Regions from separate parts of the Mus musculus genome. Here regions 1, 3 and 4 are each linked to region 2. A link is a contact called in public Hi-C, Micro-C and promoter capture Hi-C data. All regions are on one chromosome and are shown on one strand. The core of a region is the stretch at or near the end of the contact, and the rest is flanking DNA. Distances in the headings are between cores, read along the strand shown. Region 1 overlaps Trmt1l (tRNA methyltransferase 1 like). Region 2 has its middle 19 kb from the start of Gm36297. Region 3 overlaps Ivns1abp (influenza virus NS1A binding protein). Region 4 holds the start of Rnf2 (ring finger protein 2).

The links. Promoter capture Hi-C pulls out the DNA fragments that hold promoters and counts their contacts. Hi-C and Micro-C count contacts between places; a contact is called where the count stands out from the background.
Region 1: a Micro-C map of the G1E-ER4 cell line shows a contact between it and region 2, with 3 times the contacts expected there. The contact joins two enhancer-like sites.
Region 3: a contact with region 2 is called in a Hi-C map of the G1E-ER4 cell line, with 2.7 times the contacts expected there. The contact joins two enhancer-like sites. A contact is called at or near these places in 1 of 39 promoter capture datasets (the C10 cell line), 5 of 15 datasets of contacts at CTCF or cohesin (the G1E-ER4 cell line, the NIH/3T3 cell line, embryonic stem cells and 2 more), 116 of 484 Hi-C or Micro-C datasets (the 3T3-L1 cell line, 3T3-L1-derived adipocytes, B cells and 79 more), 14 of 115 datasets of contacts at active chromatin or transcription factors (CD4 single positive thymocytes, the HPC-7 cell line, Th17 cells and 10 more) and 4 of 9 other capture datasets (adipose tissue, embryonic stem cells, liver and 1 more).
Region 4: a promoter capture Hi-C map of liver shows a contact between it and region 2, with 2.0 times the contacts expected there. The contact joins the promoter of Rnf2 here to the enhancer-like site in region 2. A contact is called at or near these places in 4 of 39 promoter capture datasets (HPC-7-derived erythroid cells, liver and pre-B cells), 1 of 484 Hi-C or Micro-C datasets (the HPC-7 cell line) and 1 of 115 datasets of contacts at active chromatin or transcription factors (extraembryonic endoderm stem cells).

What each region holds. Positions count from the first base shown.
Region 1 is chr1:151,455,884-151,458,676 of GRCm38.p6, reverse strand. It overlaps Trmt1l (tRNA methyltransferase 1 like), which reads right to left. Exons shown (of 15, transcript NM_026876.4): 14 at 1,088-1,214; 15 at 494-995. The coding sequence ends at 743. Among named protein-coding and RNA genes, the nearest start is that of Mir7682, 15 kb to the right of the region's middle. Within about 2 kb of position 1,381, at least 78 of the 459 cell types and tissues checked have an H3K27ac peak or open chromatin away from gene starts, as enhancers often do. A contact at or near this core is called in the G1E-ER4 cell line, where this site is marked.
Region 2 is chr1:151,035,326-151,038,370 of GRCm38.p6, reverse strand. No RefSeq gene overlaps it. Among named protein-coding and RNA genes, the nearest start is that of Gm36297, 19 kb to the left of the region's middle. Within about 2 kb of position 1,605, at least 11 of the 459 cell types and tissues checked have an H3K27ac peak or open chromatin away from gene starts, as enhancers often do. A contact at or near this core is called in the G1E-ER4 cell line and liver, where this site is marked.
Region 3 is chr1:151,361,574-151,364,273 of GRCm38.p6, reverse strand. It overlaps Ivns1abp (influenza virus NS1A binding protein), which reads right to left. Exons shown (of 15, transcript NM_054102.2): 14 at 2,639-2,700; 15 at 1-1,162. The coding sequence ends at 909. Among named protein-coding and RNA genes, the nearest start is that of Ivns1abp, 18 kb to the right of the region's middle. Within about 2 kb of position 1,358, at least 7 of the 459 cell types and tissues checked have an H3K27ac peak or open chromatin away from gene starts, as enhancers often do. A contact at or near this core is called in the G1E-ER4 cell line, where this site is marked.
Region 4 is chr1:151,499,673-151,502,372 of GRCm38.p6, reverse strand. It overlaps Rnf2 (ring finger protein 2), which reads left to right and starts at 1,382. Exons shown (of 7, transcript NM_011277.3): 1 at 1,382-1,654.

The DNA.
Region 1 (2,793 bases), core at 132-2,631, 420 kb before region 2:
TGTCTGTAGTAACTGAAGCCGCTAAGAATCACCAAAGCTGTTTAATTTATAGTAAAATCTCTGGGATCTCATATTTGTGCACATTACTATAAGAATGACATCAGTTATTTTGATAAAAATCTTACTCTTGAGGATTAGTCAATAAGAAGACAAACTTGTGAAAAATATAGTTCTGTAGCGGGCAAGTGCTGCATTTCTCAGAAGCAGGAAAATATTTTAGAATCGTATTTTAAGCAAATCATCTTGAAGAACAACATTCTTACTACTTTATACAGGTCATTTTAGTATATAAAAGGATCCAGCTTTATTTTATGTTATATGCAGGAGAAACCACCACAAACCAGTAGAGGTATGAGAGTAACGGCGGAGCTGGACCGTGGTACTCGCCTGCATCCCTGCTGCCTGAGAGCCAGAGCCTCCAGGTCAATCCCTGGTGTCAGAGAAGGGAAAGGATGGCCCTTACCATTTCCAAGAAAGACATGTGAACAGTAAGTCACGCGAGCCCAGTCAGAAACTTGGCTTCAAATGTTTTTATTAAATTTTTTTCTTTAAAATAATAAAAACTTAAAAAGCAACGCTCTCACACCAGCCAAGTCAGAAACAGCCAATTTTCTGAATGAAAACAGTGCTTTTTAAATTTTTTTTTAAATCTCATATCACTAAATTGCAAGAATAAAAAAGGATTGCAGCGGTACAGAGACTTGGGCCATCATACAGAACCCTGAGAAGAACCCCCTCACAGTCACCATCTCCTGCAGCCACTCGCTTCCGCTTTGTCACTCACGGACATCTCAACCCTGTCGGTGACCGTGTCCTCAGCTGCTGGCGGCATCTGGCCTTCTGATTGTGCTCCAGTGTAAGTGGGGGTGCTGTACTTTAGCAAGATGGATTTAAACTGCATCAGAGGGGCATCGGTACGGATGCCCATTGGGTCAAAGTGAGTTCGGCTTACTCGAAAGCCTGCTTGCGAAAGACAGCACAAAAATTTTTTTAACCTGCAATAGAGAAAGAAAGCTATTAGGCTCTCAGTTTTTACTTAAGTTATTAAAATATAGAGTAAGTACGTTTTTGCCGCTGGCCGCCTTACTTCGGCATGTTCATCCCTTTGATGCTGTGCCTGTGGATGTTGTAGTAAAAGGGCGGGTGAGCCGTGCTGGCGTCGGTCTTCTGCTTTTTGGCTAGGTTAATGGCCATCTCATTACTTTTTCTCTTGCCTGGAAGACACACACAACAAGCATGCTCTTAACAACTGTAGACAGAAAATGCTTTTATAATCCTGTCGACTACACAATTCTCACTGGCCTTCACTCATGTTATCTGTTCACCCGCTTTTTGGTCACAACTTCCTCTCTTTAAGCCTTTAACGTTTCCACTTCCTGTTTATGAACCTGGGCCGATTACTTCAGTGCACACTGTAGCCCACACGGCACCACTCAGCCTGATGAGGCCTGCCATTCCTCTGTTTCTTGTATGCAGGTTATGTCTGTGTATACCCTTTCTCCCTGTTACATTCTACACTCCTAGGGACCATAGATACATGCTAAGTCTTCAAAGGATGTGAAAAACAACATAACCACCATGTATGAAACTCTCAAGAAAAAACCACTGTAAAACAGAGGGAAAAAGGGAAAGAGATGCTCAGAGTTTCGAGCACTCGCTGCTCCTGAAAAGAACGGGGATTCAGTTCTTAGCACCAAAATGATGGCTCTCGGCTGCTCTTCCCTGGGATCCAAGGGCTCCAGTGCCTTCCTCTGGGGTTTCTGCACCTACGTGCGCATGTACTCTCCTCTACATTTGTAACAAAAATAAGTATTTATAAAACAAAACCACACCCTGACTTTACCTCTGAGCAGAGCTGAGTGGATACCAATAACTACAGGCGGAAACTAAAACATACACGGGTTTCTAGAGCTCAGCAGACGATAAAGGTACAACACATGCCTCGTTCTCAACTACTTGGTCTTTCCATCTTAAGTGAAAGATGCCAAACAAGTTATTGCAGCCATGTTTCCACATGTGCATATACAGATGTACAGACACATAAACACACAAAGTAGCTGAGACTTCAAATACTAAAAGGAAATCTGACTCGAACTTTCAGCCTGTTCTATTACGTATCAGAACGGTCTTACTCTCGTCCTGGCTCGTTTCCTCCTGCCAAGCCCCCTCCATTGCTGGCACTACAGGAGTGTGCCATGGTACCCAGCTAAGGCTTGGTTATCTCTAGGTATTATCCTCACATGCAATTTCTGGAGGACAAACACCTGATATCTGCTTAAAATAAGTAATTAGAAGGCAAATACAGTATATGAAAAAGGTTGAACTATTTCTTTTTTACAATAATACAAAATGGCAACTTGGGACTCCCAAATTAAAATGAACCCAGATAAGTAAAATTTGATTATATTGTTACATGAAATCAATGTGGTACATAAGTGAAAAAATGCCCATATGTAGAACAAATTACAAGAAGGCCTACAATAAATCCAACATATACCTTAATCCTAACTATTCGAAGGTGCACGTGGATTTTCTTTTGCCTGAGTTGTATTGACAGTCTTCAGACCAACATAAAGGCCTCCAGCTATAGAACAGCCCATAGAGGTCAGTCAGCTTTCTCTATTTAGACATAAGGAAAACCTTACAGATTTACAATGTCTTAAAACACATTTATGTTTTACTTTCTATTCTTAAAAAGATTTCAGATGGGCTGGAGAGATGGCTCAGTGGTTAAGAGCACTGACTACTCTTCTGAAGGTCCTGAGTTCAATTCCCAACAACCACATGGTGGTT
Region 2 (3,045 bases), core at 356-2,855:
AGCAAAATTCTGTCCCCCCTGAAAACAACTTGGCTATACAAAATGTGAGGTCTAGTTTCCAGAGCAATAAGAGCTTTGAAGGAGTTGGAGGATAACATATCAGCCTTTACTTTTAACGATCCTTAAGAGTGCAGAATATATTTGAATTCAGAATTCTGTAGCAATTCTCATTTAGCGTTCATTCTTTGACGCTGCAGTCGCCAAAGCCTTCTGACTTCCTTCAGTGTTCACAGCCTTCATCTAGACTTGGATTCACCAGTTCTGTATATGTGCCCCAGAGTCGGCATATAACAGTGTTATATATACAGACTCACTCAGACATAAGGAAGGTTGACGCTGTTTGCAGAATAATCGGTGGAACTGAGGAACATCACGATAAGTGAAGTAAGCCATTCCTATAAGAATAAATATCGTGTGCTTTATCTTCTGTGTGAAATATCAGGTAAGAATAAAAAATGAAAGCAAAAGGGGGGAATCGTTGAGATGTGTGAAGGGAAAGAGGAGAGAACATTTTTTCAGGTGCTTCTCGGTATTCCTCAGTTGAGAATTCTTGGTTTAGCTCTGTACCCCATTTTTTTGTGGGGTTATTTGATTTTCTGGAGTCCATCTTCTTGAGTTCTTTATATATACTGGATATTAGCCCCCTATCTGATTTAGGATTGGTAAAGATCCTTTCCCATTCTGTTGGTGGCCTTTTTGTCTTATTGACGCTGTCTTTTGCCTTTCAGAAACTTTGCAATTTTATGAGGTCCCATTTGTCGATTCTCCATCTTACAGCTCAAGCCATTGGTGTTCTGTTCAGGAATTTTTCCCCTGTGCCCATATCTTTGAGGCTTTCCCCCACTTTCTCCTCTGTAAGTTTCAGTGTCTCTGCTTTTATGTGGAGTTCCTTGATCCACTTAGATTTGACCTTAGTACAAGGAGATAAGTATGGATCGATTCGCATTCTTCTACATGATAACCACCAGTTGTGCCAGCACCATTTGTTGAAAATGTTGTCTTTCTTCCACTGGATGGTTTTAGCTCCCTTGGGAAGGATCAAGTGACCAGAGGAAGTTGGATGCCCTGGATCTGGAGTCATGGATGATTGTACACCACCCAACTAGGATGCCGGCAACGGAACTGGGGTCCTCTGAAAGAGAAGCAAATGCTCTCAAACGACGAGCCAACTCTCCAACCTCTGAAGCCCTATTTGTAATATACCTTCCCGTCTGAGATGCTATTATTACTAGATCCAGGCCAGACCGTGATCCAGGCTCACTAACAGAATGCGTGCTCTTCAGTTTTTCATCGGAGAGTTTCAATCTTGAACTTTTTTGTTTGTTTGTTTGCAATACAATTTCAGTTACTGTACGTAGAGAACAGAAGGCCTGAAAGGGACCGGGTGGCCTCAACTTAACTCAGCACCATCCGCTTGACAACCACTTTCGGCTTCTAGAAATTCTCACAAATGGTTTCGTAGATTCAGGCCTTGATCCAGCCACCGTTCCAGGAAAAAACAAATAACCTACGTGAAGCTTAAGTGCGGCTTTTTCAGCACAGGCCCTAAGATAGGGCTTGCGTTAGGGAAACAGAAGTGCGGAAAGACAATTAGCATTTCCTGCCTTTTGGCAGAACAACTCAGTTTGTAGAATAAAGCCCTGGAAGAGGAAAACAAGCCTCTTTGACCCCAACTGAACTTCCTCGTGCAATTCTCCCCATGGGGAGGAGAGTCAACTGGCAACTTCTCTGTAATAGTGGAAGGCCGTGAGCACGAGGCTCCTAGCATTTGGTGGAAAGAGCAGGTGTGCACACCCACGCTGTGGGAAGGTCATACGTGCTGAGAGGCATCCAGTGGCCTTGCCATCCCCAAAGAGTCTTCCTCTATTACATAACATTTTAACAAGGCCTCAGTGAGGACCCAAATAGCATTTCATTTGCCTGCCAAGGATCCATCGCTAGGATACCGTCCATCCCATTGCTTCCAGCAGAGTAAATGACAGTTAGTTAGCAGTTTCCACCAGCCGGTTGAGGCAGCCCACCGAAAGCCTAAGACCCTCAACCATTCCCAAGTCAAGTCCTTTGCTGTGACTTGCTCGAAAGTCTTCACTCAGCTTAACTGTCCCGCTTCTTGCCTTTCCCCTTATCTGGTTCACACTGGCCAAGGACCGGGGTAGGGGCTAGGGTACTGGAAAAAAAGAAAAAAGAAAAAGTGCTAGATGAGACATAACTGCAAGCAAGACAGGAGTCTATAGGACTTGTTACTTAAAAAAAAAATATTCCTTATGGATCAGAATAGTGAAATCAATGTTACAAGCCAAGCTGTCAAATTCAGTTTCTCACCTAAGGCTACACTGACACACTGAGTGCTGCATAGATGTCCCAGACTCCATCTTCCTTGCTGATTGGGTTCAAATTGGTCTCCTGTCCCACCCCTGGGCTTAGCTATCAAATGGAAACCCTTCCCTGTATACACTGCTCTCTGCCGTCCCTCCTAGGCTGCCATCCTGAATTCCAACTAACTCGTTTCAGTTCACTGGCTCTTTGCTCCTGACTGTAGCTTACATGCCAACTTTATCTTCTTTATTTCCTATTTCCTAAGCTTGGTGGCTGAGTCGGAACCCTCTGCCACATATTCACTTCAAAGCTACTCAGTCTTGCCTTAATACTCTCCCACATGGAATTAGAGAGGCCGCTCTTCACAGTGAGCTCTTGGCACAGGGCTTGTCACACAGAACAGTCTAACGACTGGTTCACTGCGCTACCTCGGCTCTTCGCACTCCGTCTGAGCCACGGGTTTCACTTGCTCTCTGCTCTGACCCTGGGTATCCAGCTTGCTCCACAGATTTCCTTCCTAAGTGTTCTTGGTCCTGGAATTCTAGCCATACCCAAGCCCTTATTCACTTCATCCAACAGAGGAGTCCACACCTCTACCTGCCAACTAGATGGCCATGACTGGACAGTGAACCCCACATCCCATTACCCTGGATTCTTTTAAACAGGCTGATATTCCCTTGTACCAGATCTTCCTTAGGAAAGTTGGCTCTGCCACAGCAGTGCTTTTGA
Region 3 (2,700 bases), core at 109-2,608, 330 kb before region 2:
CTTCTGAAAAGGGGTGCATTCACAAACCCAATACAGTTTAATTGTTTTCAATCAAAGGCTTCCACTTACATTTGTTTGGTTAATGATAAATAAAGACAGTTTAAATGCTTCAGTAAGTCAAGTAACTCATCAAACCTGGGTTTGAATTACTGTTACCATTCAGCAACTCCATCCAAATAACATCGATACTGCACTCTCAGATAGGAAAGAAAAAAAGGTACAGCTGCGGCAAATGGTGAAGTCTGCGTTCTGAGCATTTTTTAAAAGAAACAGCCACTCTGCATCCTTTCCTCTGCCACTCTGCTTTGATAATGTGAATCTGTCACATTTTACTTCAACAGATAAAGCACTCTGCTGAGAATATAAAAAGTTATAAAAATGTAATCATAAAAGACTAAATATTGGTAGGCATGTCAACTTTCTTTTAATAAAAACAAAAATAGTCATTGTTATCTATTTAAATAAGTATCTTGTTATAGAGTGTTCCAGTTATTGAAAAGGGGCCCTTAAAAAACCCAACTGCCTACGTGTAAACCCTACCCCTCTTGCCTCTTAAGACAGAATTGAGGGAAGAGTCATTTAATGTGCAAATCGGCAAAACAAATGTGGAGGAGCAGGGACTTCTTGAAATGATGTTCCCAATCAATTTGTGGTTTATTCTTTTACAGTATCAACCTTCAAAAAGTAAAATAACCAAAGATGTCTTAAGAATACAGAAACAGACCTTCATCTTTGCATTCCGTTCCAAACACAAAAAGTATGTACAGCATGTTTAATAATATGCAATATGCAAAAGCTTTGTGTTGCAGTTAGCAACATCTACCCCACCCACCCTCCTTATTCACAAGTGTACCTCTACTAAACACAATTACATCACTAAGCCTGTTAGTTTGGGGTTCTTAAATTTGTTAAAACTGGAAAATCTTTGTGTAAGGGCTCCACTCATTTGACTGAGGGTTGTAGACTTCCACAGTATTCAGAAACTCATTGCCATCGAATCCTCCCACTGCATAAATGGTATTCCCTACAGTTGTGATCCCAGCATTGCTCCTTGGTGAAGTCATATTTCCCATCATCTTCCATTCATTTCTAGTTGGATCATACATCTCCACACAACTGATGGCGTGAGAACCATCAAAGCCACCACCTACAAACAGTTTTCCTAAAAGAGAAACAAGGCAGTCAGTCTAAAAAGGCTCAGAAAACAAATTTAAAAAAAAAAAAAAAGGCCTCCAAAATTGAGTGAGTTTTAACTAGAAATGCTTGTCCGTTCTGTTAAGGCAAGGCATAGCAACACACACTTGTAATGTCACCACTCAGGAAGCCATGACTAAGGATTATTAGTATGAGATCAGCCTGGGCTACATAATGAAATCTTATCTTTAAAAAAAAGAAAGGTCTGTGTAATTGTGGCACAGATACTGGAAACCATAGAGATGAATAAAATGGACAAGAATCCATTCCTACAGAAACTTAGGCAACTATAGGGATAAAAGGGCAGAAATTGCATCATGTTAAATACATCTCCCACAATTCCATAGTAATTACTACTGTCATCATTTCACAGATGAACAATTAAGAGACACAAAGAAGGTAGAAACTTGCCTAAATATGTTAAGTGACAAACTATCAGAGTTCTATATATTCAAAGAAGTTATAGGAGGGACTAGGGCTATGCCCCTCTATGTAGGTCAATGGTAGAACACTTATCCAGTAAAAGTGAGGCCTTGGTTCAAAGTGGCACCACAAAAGTAGGTATATAGGGAACAGATAATGACTGAACTTCTAGACCTTTCATATGATTTTTTTTTCAAATTAGATACTCAATAGAACAAAAAATGTCAGCAATAAACTATGGGGGGTCACTAATTTTCAGATTCATTATTTTCTCTTCTGATTATCACTTACCCCACTTGCATGAATCCAGCTGTAACTACACTGCTAGGGCTCACAAGGGTCTGGGGTCTGGGTCAGGAGGCTGTTTCTATTCTCCACACACTTACATGCTCACTGATTGAGCCACAAAGTCTTGCTAAGATTCAGCTTTGTTCCAAATGATGTTAACTAATACTACAGACAATAAAGCAATCAATAAAGACTGTGTGAAAGGACACTGTCTACAAAAGAAAACTGACTGAGATTATGCTTTGAAATAAAATTCTTAAAGTTACTATCCTAAAATAAGGTCAATCAAAATCTAAGACTGAATAATGGATACATCTCACAGAGGGAAATTTGGAACTTGGTTAAGAACACTTACCAAGAGATGGGTAAAAGAATATATTTAGGTTATTAACAGACACTTAGAGGGGAAAATCCCTTTGTGTCACAAGAGACAAAATAATCTGAATTTTTAAAAAATGATTCCTAATTATTCTGTGTATGCCATGGGTGTAGGCTTACACATGCTGCAGCACAGAAGTCAGAGGACAACTATGTGGGTCAGTTCCCTCCTCCCACCTTTACATGACATCTGGGGATCCAACACTGGGGTTTTGCCAGAAAGGTAGGCATTCTACCTGCTGGGCCATTCCACCGGTCCCTGCAGTCTACCTAAGAGTGTGTAAGTGACCCTTCTTGGCATTTCAGAGCTCCTCCCATTTGTACTATTTAGCTCTCTCTAAACCTGGATACTCACCATCAAGCACAGCGACTCCAGCCCCTCGCCTCGCCACATTCATGGGTGCAATTAAAGTCCAG
Region 4 (2,700 bases), core at 133-2,632, 460 kb before region 2:
TTTCTGCTCCAGACTACCCGTCTCCAGAGGATGGAGGAACACAACACTCGGGGTTATTTTGGCTTTGATTCACATCCCGGGAAAAGTTTAACCTTGGGCTTTTTAAATTGCTAGAGTGGACAGTAAGTGTGAGCACCAATCCTGGTTGGTCACATCTGGGATTAACAAAACACCAAACAACTGAGCACACTCGTGAATGTTTTCTTGATTGGATCATTCAAGCCTTGAAGTCCCATCTGAACTCTTTGCCACACCTTCTGTGGTAGCATACAAAAAAGGAAGGGGTGAGTAGAAAGCTTTCGCCAGCAAGATCTGATGCTGAGACATTACTTTACTGATATTAAAAAACACTTCTTTGGATTCCAACATAGGCCAACGACCCGCTGACACAGCCAGCACCAAGGGCTTAAAACTACTAGGTTCTTCACCTTGTAGTTTGGAGACAGTACTGTTGGCTTAGACCACAGCCTGTAAGCCACTCTAATACCCACCCCACCTCTCTCTATATTGCATATACTTAATATCCCCCCTCTCTATATGCTGAATATATTTAATATATATGCATTCTATTAGTTGTTTCTATAGAAAACCCCGAATAATACAATAAGTAAGAAAATTTTAAGCCACAGAAAAGGAATTCCATAATAACGTTACTGGAAGCTATAAGCCACCTCGCCCAATTTCAGTGCAGTGCAAATTAAGTGCCTTCCCATTTATCATCTGCTATTCTTGATTATCCTTTCAAGAGACCATGACCAATGAAACATTTTGAAGTTAGGGAACTTTTTTTCCTACGTGTTACTTAAAAGTTAAATGCAGGAATTACCGAGTGACAACTTGCAGGCTATTTTTTTGGGTAGTGGTGGTGGTAATGACAACTATCTATGGCTACTTATATTTTCAAATTCAGAACACTGAAAGCGTCAAGGAGGTCGATATAAAGAGTAGCAAGGAGATCATTAGGGACGTACTAACAAGCGCCTATTTCCAGAGTTGAAGGTCACTTTCCTTAGATCTTGCTGGCTTTGTATGCCTTAGAGATCCAAAGTCCGGAAAGTTCTGCAGCAGAAACCCTGAGGATTTACTTGGGCTGGGATGACTACGAGGACGAGGACGAAGTCAGGGGCTGGAAGCCCAAATCGAAACCTCAGCAGCGGGAGGGAAGGCGCAACCTGTGGGCTCAGACAGGCCCAGAAAGGCTCCAGGACGGGGGAAACAGACAGAAAGAAGACGCCCAAGTCAGCAGGCGTTGGCTGGGGGCTGCGCCGGCGCTGGGGGCGTCTGGCGAGCTGTAGCCACGGGCGGGGGCGGAGCCAGGGCCAGGGTGTGGGCGTGGCCCGGCGGTCCGGGCCTGCACTAGGCACGCCCCTTCCCCTACGCCAGGGGCCTCCCCGCGCGGTGCGCGTCCGCGTCCCGCGCCTCCGCCTCCTCGCTCGCTCGCTCGCTCGCTCGCTCCTTCCCGCCCTCCCCGCAGCTCCGGCCGAGCCGGCTCCCCCCTCCCCAGTCTCTCATGAATATTGAGCGGCCCCTGTTGTATTTCCCGAGCTCCATTGCGGAAGCCGAGACTCGCCATATTGTGCGGCGGCGCCGGCGGTTGATTCTCGAGTCTCGCTCCGGCCACTGCCAGCGCACCCCCGGGCTGGGGCAGGAGCCGGTGAGCTAGGCAGGGAGGGGGATGGCGACGTCTGCGAGGGCGGCGGGCTGGGGCAGGGGCACCCGGAACGGGCCGCGGCCCGAGCGGCGGCGGGGCTGGGGGTGTGTGTGTGTGTGTGTGTCCGCGGCCGCGAGGGGCCGTGAGGCGATGGCGCCGCCGCCCCCGGCCGTTCGCTCCGCCGCTCGCGGCCCGCCCGGGAGGGCTCATTGTTCGCGGCCCGTGAGCACCGGGCTGGCGAAGCGTCCGGAGCCCTTCGGGGAAGCGCACCCGCGCGGCCCTGGGCTTACGGCGGCCGGGGCCTCGAGGGCGGCACCGGAGCGCTGGGAGAACTTAGCCCTGGGCTTGCTCGCGGGGCCCGGAGGTCGGCGCCGTGGGGGCGGGGAGGGGCGCTCCGGGCCGACAGCTCTCCTTTGGGACCTGGCACCGGGGTGGGCTCGGGATCCCCTCTCGGCCCCACATTCCTGGAGAGCCGCCGCCTGCCCCGGAGTATCTGTTGCCGCCTCCGCGAGCCACGGGCTCACCCTGGAGGCGGTGTTGGGGGAGGGGGCGACTCCGTGGGTTCGAGCTGCTTCGCGTTTTGACCCCGGGCTGTGTTTGCCGAAATCCTTGGTCCACTCCCTCTGCCTGTCGGCTCCCGAGTCCCGGCCCTTGTTAGAATCGTTTCCTCGCTTCAGAAGTCGCCTTCATACTCGCAGAGATATTGTTGTTGGTTTAAAAAAAAAAAAAAAAAAAAAGGTCGGTCTTGGAAACTTTGAGGTTCCTTTCTTTGCTTTTGCCCACCGGAACAGATTACCGATTCATGTCCCCGAAGCCCCGTTGGGTGTCTTTTTAAAGAAGCTGTCGGAAGTTTGTATGCCTTGTGACTTGTTGTGGAAATGTCAGACTTTCTACACGGTGTGTGAAAAAGCTTAGCTAGGCTTTTAAGTATTTGGTATGCGGTTATTTCTTTTGAAATAAAAAAAAAGGAAGGCATAGTGTCAAGTAATTTAAGCCATATTTTAATTAAAAGTACCATAAGTCATTTGCATTCAATTATTTTTTGATAG